Regions from separate parts of the Ovis aries genome. Here region 2 is linked to region 1. The links are chromatin contacts, called in public Hi-C maps. All regions are on one chromosome and are shown on one strand. Each heading gives the region's core, a stretch centred on a gene start, on an enhancer-like site or on the middle of the called end of the contact. The rest is flanking DNA. Distances are from core to core; before and after follow the strand shown.

What was found. Hi-C and Micro-C count contacts between places; a contact is called where the count stands out from the background.
Region 2: a Hi-C map of liver shows a contact between it and region 1, with 2.3 times the contacts expected there. The contact joins the enhancer-like site here to the promoter of ARL6IP1 in region 1. A contact is called at or near these places in 2 of 16 Hi-C or Micro-C datasets (blood and liver).

Annotation. Positions count from the first base shown.
Region 1 is chr24:16,929,351-16,934,030 of ARS-UI_Ramb_v3.0, reverse strand. It overlaps ARL6IP1 (ADP ribosylation factor like GTPase 6 interacting protein 1), which reads left to right and starts at 2,159. Exons shown (of 6, transcript NM_001162557.1): 1 at 2,159-2,194; 2 at 3,846-3,979; 3 at 4,434-4,553. The coding sequence starts at 2,159.
Region 2 is chr24:17,014,742-17,019,421 of ARS-UI_Ramb_v3.0, reverse strand. All of the region lies in intron 1 of SMG1 (SMG1 nonsense mediated mRNA decay associated PI3K related kinase), which reads left to right. Among named protein-coding and RNA genes, the nearest start is that of SMG1, 17 kb to the left of the region's middle. Within about 2 kb of position 2,556, at least 1 of the 54 cell types and tissues checked has an H3K27ac peak or open chromatin away from gene starts, as enhancers often do. A contact at or near this core is called in liver, where this site is marked.

The DNA.
Region 1 (4,680 bases), core at 910-3,409:
GGAAAACAATATCCAGCTTGTTTGAATATCTGGAAATCAGATTACATTTGTTGCTGCCAGATTCTGTAGGAGGATCTGTTCAGTCATCTGATACACTTCAAAAGCTCACATCCTGCCTTTGTAGTACCAAAAAAAAAAAAAACCAACCAACCAACCCAAAACTCTGAAGGAAGCTACACCTCGGCAGGCTGGGATTTTTAGTAATTAGGGCAATTGGAAATTTAGTTAAGGACCTTATTTCAGTGCCTTAGGCTGTTAAGTTGTAAATAAGTCTGGGAACATGTTCCTTGAGTAACAAGGGACTGTGGAGAACTGTGCTATTTTAAGTCAGTTTCTTTAGTTTTTTTCACCTACTTCAGTTTCACAAGCTGATGTTGAAGTCTTCTGAAGTTGTACTTAGAGAACTTGGGTGAAAACCAGGCACATTGTGTAACAAAAACTGATTTACCAAAGTACAAAGGGTAGGTTTTAAAGTCTAATAACCCCACACCTCCTTTGGAAGAGGATATTACTGTGCCTGTAGCAAGATTTTGCACGCAGCGCTCTATATATTCACTAATTGTGTGGCTGCTGATTGGGACCTTTTTTCTTTCGACTAGGTAGAGGAGGGCCTGCTCCTCACAGTTCATAACTATATAAAGTCTCCCCCAATGGGGTATATCTTGGCTGCATTTTCCCTACATAAACTTTTTTCCCCAACATTTCCCAAAGCAGCATTTGATTGGAAAATCTCCTTCCCTTACAAAGCCCCCTACCCTGCTCCGTCCCACGGGGTTTATACCTGATCAGATGCTTAATTTTTTTCAAAGTTCAATGGCAAATTTCATAACTTTTAATGATATTCACAATGCTTCTGTCCCCCTAGTTTTCTTAGGGGCAGCATGTGGTCTGTAGCTGTGTTGGCTCACATTTCTTTATGCCTTCCCTGAACTTTTTATGAACCTGGTAGTTATTTAAGGAACGTTTTTAAAATAAACGATGGCATAATATAGATGACTGCAAAAGGATAAAAGACTGGAAGTTGAAAGCTATGGCATGTTTTTCTGAAAGAGATATCTGAAAGGTCAACATTTGGCATTATTTTGTGTTGAGTAATGAAAACGTTAATGCATTTTGAAATCCTGGAGAGAAAATGTGTCTCACATTGATCATCTAGTTCTTAAATTGCAATGAATTCCACTCAAGATGGTTTACATCTTTCCTTATATGAAAGGATCTGTCAAAACCAGCCCCTTTTTGGAGGGGGAACATGCGGTTTCAAGTGAGGTGTTCTATTAAGAACTTTCCCAAAGAACCCACGAAAATGAACCAGTTTTATAAAGTGCATTTTTCACAAGCTCTCAAACTCTGCCCAGATGTCCACACCCCCTCTGCCGCCCCCCGCCCGTCCATCTAAGACCTTATTCCTAATGAGTAGGGGAGGAAAATTACAGAAAACCTAGAATTTATGCCCTTTTCCCTTGTCCACAAAGCTCATGAGATGGGCACGAGTCTCCAAGTCACAAATCTAGGCTAAACTGCTCAGCAGCCTGACGAGGGCTGCCAGAGCAGGGATTAGAAGAAATGTGGGTCCAACTCGGGGAACAGCCAGGCCCAGGGCCACCCGCTGGATCTGGGAGAAGATCCCAGCCCGCCCCCTTAAGGAGGTTACTGTCACATGCCCATCTCTGCCCTCCGCCTGATACTGCGTGGCATATTTCCTTAAGGACTCAATTCCAGAGAGCATGCTTAGCTGCTTTGAAGTCCACTGGAAGATCGTCCGAGAGCCACCTGGCGGCCCGCCTTAGGAATACTGAAGCCAGGCCAGGCCCCCGGGAGCGGCCGTTGAACCGCTTAGGAGAGGCCTGGGCGGGGCGTTGTCACCTACTGGGCGCTGATTGGCCATCCCATGGCCCCGCCCCCGGGGCACTGGCGAGGTTTCTCTCCTTTGACCTCGGTTTCAAGTCATGCGCTGGGCAGCGGTTGGTCCGACCTGTTCAAGCTTGATCTCGATTTGTCCAATGAGGAACGAGCTTCGCAGGGTCTGTCGGGAAAGGCAGCCGGCCTATATAAGAGGGCTGCGGGGCGTATCCTCGCGCTAGGGGTGCGGCGAGGGAGTCTGTGGAGGATTTGTTGTGGTTTCGTCCTGTGCTCGCTGAGACGGCACACCTCGAGAACTATGGCGGAAGGAGATAATCGCAGCACCAATCTGCTGGTGAGTCCCAGCGACTAGTCGCCAGAGGACCGAGTGGAGCCTCCGGACTTTGGTGTGCTCCGTGGGACTGAGCTGCGGCCTTGTTCTTATCACCCGCGGCGGGCCCGGCCCTCCGCTCCCTTCCCTGGTGTAGGCGATGACGCTTGCCCTTTTGGCTTCTTGGTTAACCTCTGCTTGACAGTGACTAGTCGTGGCGTCTCCTAACACCCCCTTGGGGAAGGTGCGCGATGGAGCGAGGAGGGCGCGTGATCATTCACTGCGAATAGAGGAGGAAGCTGGAGAAGGGGGCTGTGACCAGTCTGGGTTGCAGTCAGTGGCAGAGAGCCGCGAGGGGCCTGTCGAGCGCTTTTGGGGCCCAGACTCCAGCCGTATCTGTGTCTCCCCTTCCTTGATCTTAACCAGAATGTCCCTTCGCCCTTTACCCTAATGCTTGGGCAGGAGTGGAGGGTCAAAGGGCTCTTCCCGAGCGTTTCTGTTAGAGCCTGGCACGGCTTAAAACGGCAGGGAGGCTTCGAGCTCACGGCTGGAAAATGGAGGTGGGATCCAGCTGGAAGGACAATGGGAGGTTCCTGGCGTTTGTCTGGAACTTCTAAGACTGGGAGGGGGTGTCACAGGACGATTTTAGAGTAAGCAGGGGTCGAAGGGAACTGCAGTGAGCTTGTATCAAAGGCAGACAATTATAACCTCAGCCCGAATGGGGTGCCATTGCTGTCTCCGAAACTTAGCTTACATGCAACGAAAAAAACCAACCAAACAACAACAAAAAACAAAATCAACTTAAAGGTTTTTTGCCACATTAGCTCATCTGAGAAGTCTGCTTAGCTCATCTGAGAAGTCTGCTTGCAGCTGATTGTCAGATTTGCAGAGAAATTTGACATCTAACCAAAGCATCCTGATAAGTGTAAGGAGCATTTTATTGAGATATATTGGGCTTAATAAGTCTTATAATTCGAAGAAAGCACAGTAGTTTTCCTTACTTGTGCAAGTGATGCCAATATACAGATGATTCTAGTACACCAAGAGCTATTTTGGAAATGAATGCTGTTCAGGGAGAGGCTTTCCTCATGTATTCAGGAGTAGGGGGTTAAATCAATGAAATGACCAAAGAACAGATCGATTGTAACAACCTGAAATGAGCAAACTTCAAGTGATCTTATTTTATACTTGGAGCAGTGCCACTTAGCAGTGCATAGTGAAGTGAAGTCGCTCAGTCGTGTCCGACTGTTTGCGATCCCATGGACGGAGTAGCCTGCACCAAGCTACTGCATCCATGGGATTTTCTAGGCAAGAGTGCTGGAATGGGTTGCCATTTCCTTCTTCAGAGAATCTTCCCGACCCAGGGATCGAACCCAGGTCTCCCGCATTGTAGACAGATGATTAACCGTCTGAGCCACCAGGGAAGCCTACAGTTAGCAGTGCATGGTTTTGGGAAAATAACCATTCTGAACTCACTTTAATTGTAAATGGGTCTGATTATCCCTATCTTAAGGGGTCTTATAAGGATTATGTTACATAACCCCAGTGCTTGGGCTTGGAAAGTGACCGTTACATGATAATTTTCCCCCCATTGGTTTCTGACTTTGGTATCTCTAGGAGTCACAGAAATGTTGAGATTAGTAAAATGATTGCTTTAAACGTTGCTCATATGTAGGCTGCAGAGACTGCAAGTCTGGAAGAGCAGCTGCAAGGATGGGGAGAAGTGATGCTGATGGCAGATAAAATCCTCCGATGGGAAAGAGCCTGGTTTCCACCTGCCATTATGGGTGTGGTTTCTTTGGTGTTTCTGTAAGTGAGCTATTAAATTACAATAGATTTATGCTTGTTACTAATAATGGTTCAGGTTTCATTTATGGAAGTGCCTGAAGTCTTGTAATTTTAAAATCTGTAAAAAAATGCCTTGCCTTAGAGCCGCCTGCCTGGTTTTCAGAATCCATAGTACTATGTAAAGTCAGTAACCGGTGCAGTGAAATAAATCTGTGGTTCAAACTTAGGACTGTTTACACTCCTAGAAGGTGTTGAGGACCCCAAAGGGCTTTTGCCTCTTGATGTTTACGTTAACCGTTATGGCTGGGATGTCATCATGTCACAAAACTTCTGGAAAACCACTTGTGAGAAAATGAGAATAGGAAGGGCAGATAACATCTTTTGAGAACCAGAGGACTAACTGAATAAACGTCTTCAGCTAGCACTGATAAAGACCATATTTTTCTAACCTTTGTTACTTTTTTTTTTTAAACAGGACTATCTACTATCTAGATCCATCTGTTCTATCTGGTGTTTCCTGTTTTGTTATGTTTTTGTGCTTGGCTGACTACCTTGTTCCCATTCTAGCACCTAGAATTTTTGGCTCCAATAAATGGTAGGTGGCATAATGATGTGGCATTCAAATTTCTGAGAAGTTGCGAACCTGATAACTGTGACTAGGGTGCTATAATCACACACAGAGAGCTGCCTTAATTAACAGCTAGGGATTAGACTTACTGTTT
Region 2 (4,680 bases), core at 1,307-3,806, 85 kb before region 1:
TCCCGACCCAGGGATTGAACCTGAGTCTCCCGCATTGTAGGCAGACGCTTTACCCTCTGAGCTACCGGGGAAGCCCCATTGAAAATGACTACTAAATTTGGTAGGCAATGAAAAACATGAAATATCAAATTATTAAAAATCAGTGGCCTTTTGTGTGCTCAGTTGCTCAGTGGTGTCTGATTCTGTGTGACCCCATGGACTGGAGCCTACCAGGCTCCTCTGTCCATGGAATTTTCTAGTCAAGGATACTGGAGTGGGTTGCCATTTCCTCCTCCAGGGGATCTTCCCAACCCAGGGATGAAACCCACATCTCTTTTATCTCCTGCATTGGGAGGTGGATTCTTTACCACTGTGCCACCTGGGAAGCCTGATGGTCTTTTACTTATTTTTATATCTTTAAAGAAATATGTAAAGAAAATACTGTAAAGAAAAAAAAAAATGACCACCACAGTCAAGCTATCAATAGTTCCATCATCCCCTCCACCCTGCACCCCCAAGTTTCCTTGTTCCCTTTTATAGTCAACTTCTCCTAGTCCTTGATAACGACTGGTCTCCCCGCCCCTCCCCCATAATTTTGTCTTTTCAAGAATGTTATAAATAAGTTTTGAAAAAATTGTGGTAAAATACACATAACCTTCACCATTTTCCAATTCATTGGTATTAAGTACATTCACAGTGTGTGCAGCTGTGACCAACATCTAGTTCCAGAGCTTCTTGTCACCCCAGATTGAAACCCAGTACCAATTAAGCAGTCACTCCCAATTTTCCCCTCTTCCCAGCCCCTTGCAACCACAAATCTACTTTCTTTATGGATTTGTCTATTCTGGATATGTCATATAAATGGAATCATGTAATATGTAGCCTTTTATCTCAGACCTCTTTGACTTAGTATAACATTTTCAAGGGTCATCCATGTTGTAGTAGGTATGGCTGAGTAATCTTCCATTGTATAGATTTACACATTTTGTTTATCCATTCATTGTTTGATGTGTATTTGAGTTTCTGCCTTTTTGCTACTGTAAATAGTGTTGTGGTGGACATTGATGTGTAAGTTTTTGTTTGAACGTTTTTCAGTTCTTTGGGGCATATACTTGGGAGTCAGTTGGAGTCAATTTGCTGAATCATGTGATAGTTCTCTGTTTAACTCTTTGAGGAAATGCCAAACTGTTTCTGACGTGGTTTCTAGCATTTTACATTCTCATAAGTAATGTATGGGGGCTCCAAATTTTCCAGCTCTCACAACATTAGTTATTTACCATTAACAGATTTTTTTGCTCTTCTAATGGGTGCTTTCTCTCTGTTGTTTTGATTTGCATTTTCCTCCAGGTGGCGCTAGTGTTAAAAGAACCCACTTTCCAATGCAGGAGACATAAGAGGCTTGGTTTTGATCCCTGGATCAGGAAGATCCCCTGGAGAAGGGAATGGCAACCCACTCCAGTGTTCTTGCCTGGGAAATTTCGACAGAGAAGCCTGGTGGTCTACCGCCCGTAGGGTCGCAAAGAGTCAGACACAATTGAAGTGATTTAGCACGCATTTGCCAGTGAAATTGAGCAAGTTTTCATGTGCTAATTGGCCATATGTATATCTTTGGAGACGTGTATCTATTCAGGTCTTTTGCCCATTTTTAAATTTGAATGTTTTCTTGCTTAGTTATAGGAGTTCTTTGTATACTAGACTCTTTAAGAGATACATGATTTGCAGGTATTTTCTCTGGTTTTGTGAGTGGTCTTTTCACTTGATAGTATGCTTTGCACAAAAATGAGACTTGTAATATGCATATTAAGTAGATTTTAAAAATTTAGAATTCATTTAAATGAATTACTGAATCCATCCCTTTCTGTTACTGGGTTCTTTTTTGTGTTACAAGACAAAGTTTTTGCTTAAATAATCATGATGGATTTTGATCCAAGGCCATCTTCTAGTTTCGCTCCACTCTCCTTGCAGCATCATGCTGTTCTCCTTCCCTATGGAAGGTGTGTGGTGTTAGATAATATTGTACATCTGCCTTCAATGCTGACATCTCAAACTAGTGAACAAATTGAAGCTAGTATTGAACTACTAAAGTGCAAGCTAGGGTGATACTCTAAGTGCTGTAAGAGTTTAAAGAAAGTACTGAATCATAGGATTTTTTTCTCTCTCAAATCACAGAATATTTTATATTCTTAATTGGAATTTATACTAACAGTTCTTTTCTTTCTAGATTGTAAATTCTTAGAGGGTTGGGATTATCTTATTTAGTTCATCTTTTGGAGTTATTACTCTTAATTAGTGCTCTTGTAGAAAATAACCAAGAAAACATTGTTGATTTTTAATAGAATATATAGGAGAGGGAGTATGGGTTCTAGGTTGAATCTTGAAGAAAAATTAGTGTTGGGTTAAGTTAGGGGACTGCACTCTAGAGTAAAGAGAAAGACCTTGATTGTGAGAAGAGGCAGTCATAAGAAATAATTTTTTGCTCTCTAGGCAATGGGAATACAGGGATAAGCAACACTGACAGGCTCCTGCCCTTCTGGACTTTACAGTCTCCTGGCAGAACACAGTTAAATAAGCTGCTCCAATGGTGTAAGAGTTAAGGAACTGTTAGGTTTCGGGTAGTACTTACGTAACAGGGATTCCTAGTCAGCGTCAGGGGAATCAGAAACTTTGCAAAGGAAAGCTATAGTTTAAAGGACATTGAGAGATTAATGAGGGCCAAGGAGAAGGCTGTTCCATGCAGACAGGCTTAGCAAGGTGGACGGGGCACTGAAAGAATGGGATGAGTGGGGCACAGAAGGTAAAAGCGTTACGACAGTGTGGAGAGTTAGCTGAAGAGGGAAGTAAGGACCGTAAGATGAAGATGGCAGTGGGAGGACAAACGTTTGTGTTTTATTAGAATTGTCTTTGTTGTAAGTGGGGAGAAATGGAATAGAGGTGAGAACTAGAGGTGGAAAACATACTATTAGGTAGGTGTAAATGTAATTACAGTTGCAGACTGTGAATTTTAAATCATTATGACTAGGCTCAGACACATCTTTATTTACCAAAATAGGAACCATTGCAATCAACACGTTTTTGCCAATGAGAAATGTTTGTTTATTCCTGTAGTGTTAAAATTTGGGATTTGATGAACTCTTGGAAAGCATTTTCTGCCTCCTGCTGGTTGTGGAAACATTTTCCCTGCAAAAAGTTGTTGAGATGCTTGAAGAAAGTGGTAGTTGGTTGGTGAGAGGTTAGATGAAGATGGCGGATGAGGCAAAACCTCATAGCCTAATTCATTCAACGTTTGAAGTGTTGGTTGTGCAACATGCGGTCAGATGTGATGGAGAAGAAGTGGATCCTTTCTGTTGCCCGATGCTGGCTGCAGGCGTTGCGGTATTTGGTGCATCTCATCAATTTGCTGAGTGTACTCTCAGATACAATGGTTTTGCTGGGATTCAGAAAACTGTAGTGGATCACACTTGCAGCAGACCACCAAGCGGTGACCATGACATTTTTTGGTTCATGTTTGGCTTTGGAAAGTGCTTTGGAGCTTTCTCTAGGTTCAGCCACTAAGCAGGTCATTGCTGGTTGTCGTATAAAATCCACTTTGCATCACACGTCCCAATCCGATTGAGAAATGGTTCATTGTTGCGTAGAATAAAAGATGACACTTCAAAATGACAGTTTTAAAAAAATCTTTGGTCAGCTTATGCGACACCCACTTATTGAGCTTTTTCACCTTTCCAATTTGCTTCAAATGCCAATGACCGTAGAATGGTCAATGTTGAGTTCTTTGGCAACTTCTTGTGTAGTTGTAAGAGGATGAGCTTTGATGATTTTCTGAGTGGTTCTTTGTCAACTTCTGGTGGCTGGCCATTGCACTTTTCCTCTTCAAGGCTCTGGTCTCCTTTGCAAAAGTTTTGAACCACCACTGCACTATTTGTTCATTAGCAGTTCCTGGGCCAAATGTGTTGATGTTGGGATGCCTCCGCTGCTTTATGGCACATTTTGAACTCGAATAAGAAAATCACTTGAATTTGCTTTTTGTCTAACATCATTTCCCTAGTCTAAAATAAGTATAAACAGCTAGTTTGTGTCTACTTTGGCCACTTGATGCGAAGTACTGGCTCATTGGAAAAGACCCTGACGCTGGGAAAGATTGAAGGCAGGAGGAGAAGGGGATGACAGAGGATGAGATGATTGGATGGCATCACCGACTTGATGGACATGAGTTTGAGCAAGTTCCGGGAGTTGTTGATAGACTGGGAAGCCTGGTGTGCTGCAGTCCGTGGGGTTGCAAAGACTCAGACATGACTGAACAACTGAACTGAGCTGAAACAGCTAATATTAAGTCATTAGCAAAAAATCATAAAGCGAGAAATGTGCTTTAAAATGATGTATAACATAACTACATTTAAGAATGTTTTCCAATATCAAATGGCCAAGTTCAACAATGTGAAACTATAATTTCTTTTGCACCAGTGTAATATGTCTGTTTGACCAAATAGTGCCATTTGTTGGAAAATGCCCACATTTATTAAAGTGGGAGTTCTGGGAAGAAACGAGCCAGTTGTTGTGTTTGAAGCATTAGAACATTAAAAGTGCTTTTTTTTGTTTTGTTTTGTTAAATACTTGGGTATATAGGTCTAGATCTCAGAGTGCACATCTTTGATGGAGGCCTAGATTTGGAAATCAGTGTCATGCAGGTGATAAGTATTGCCA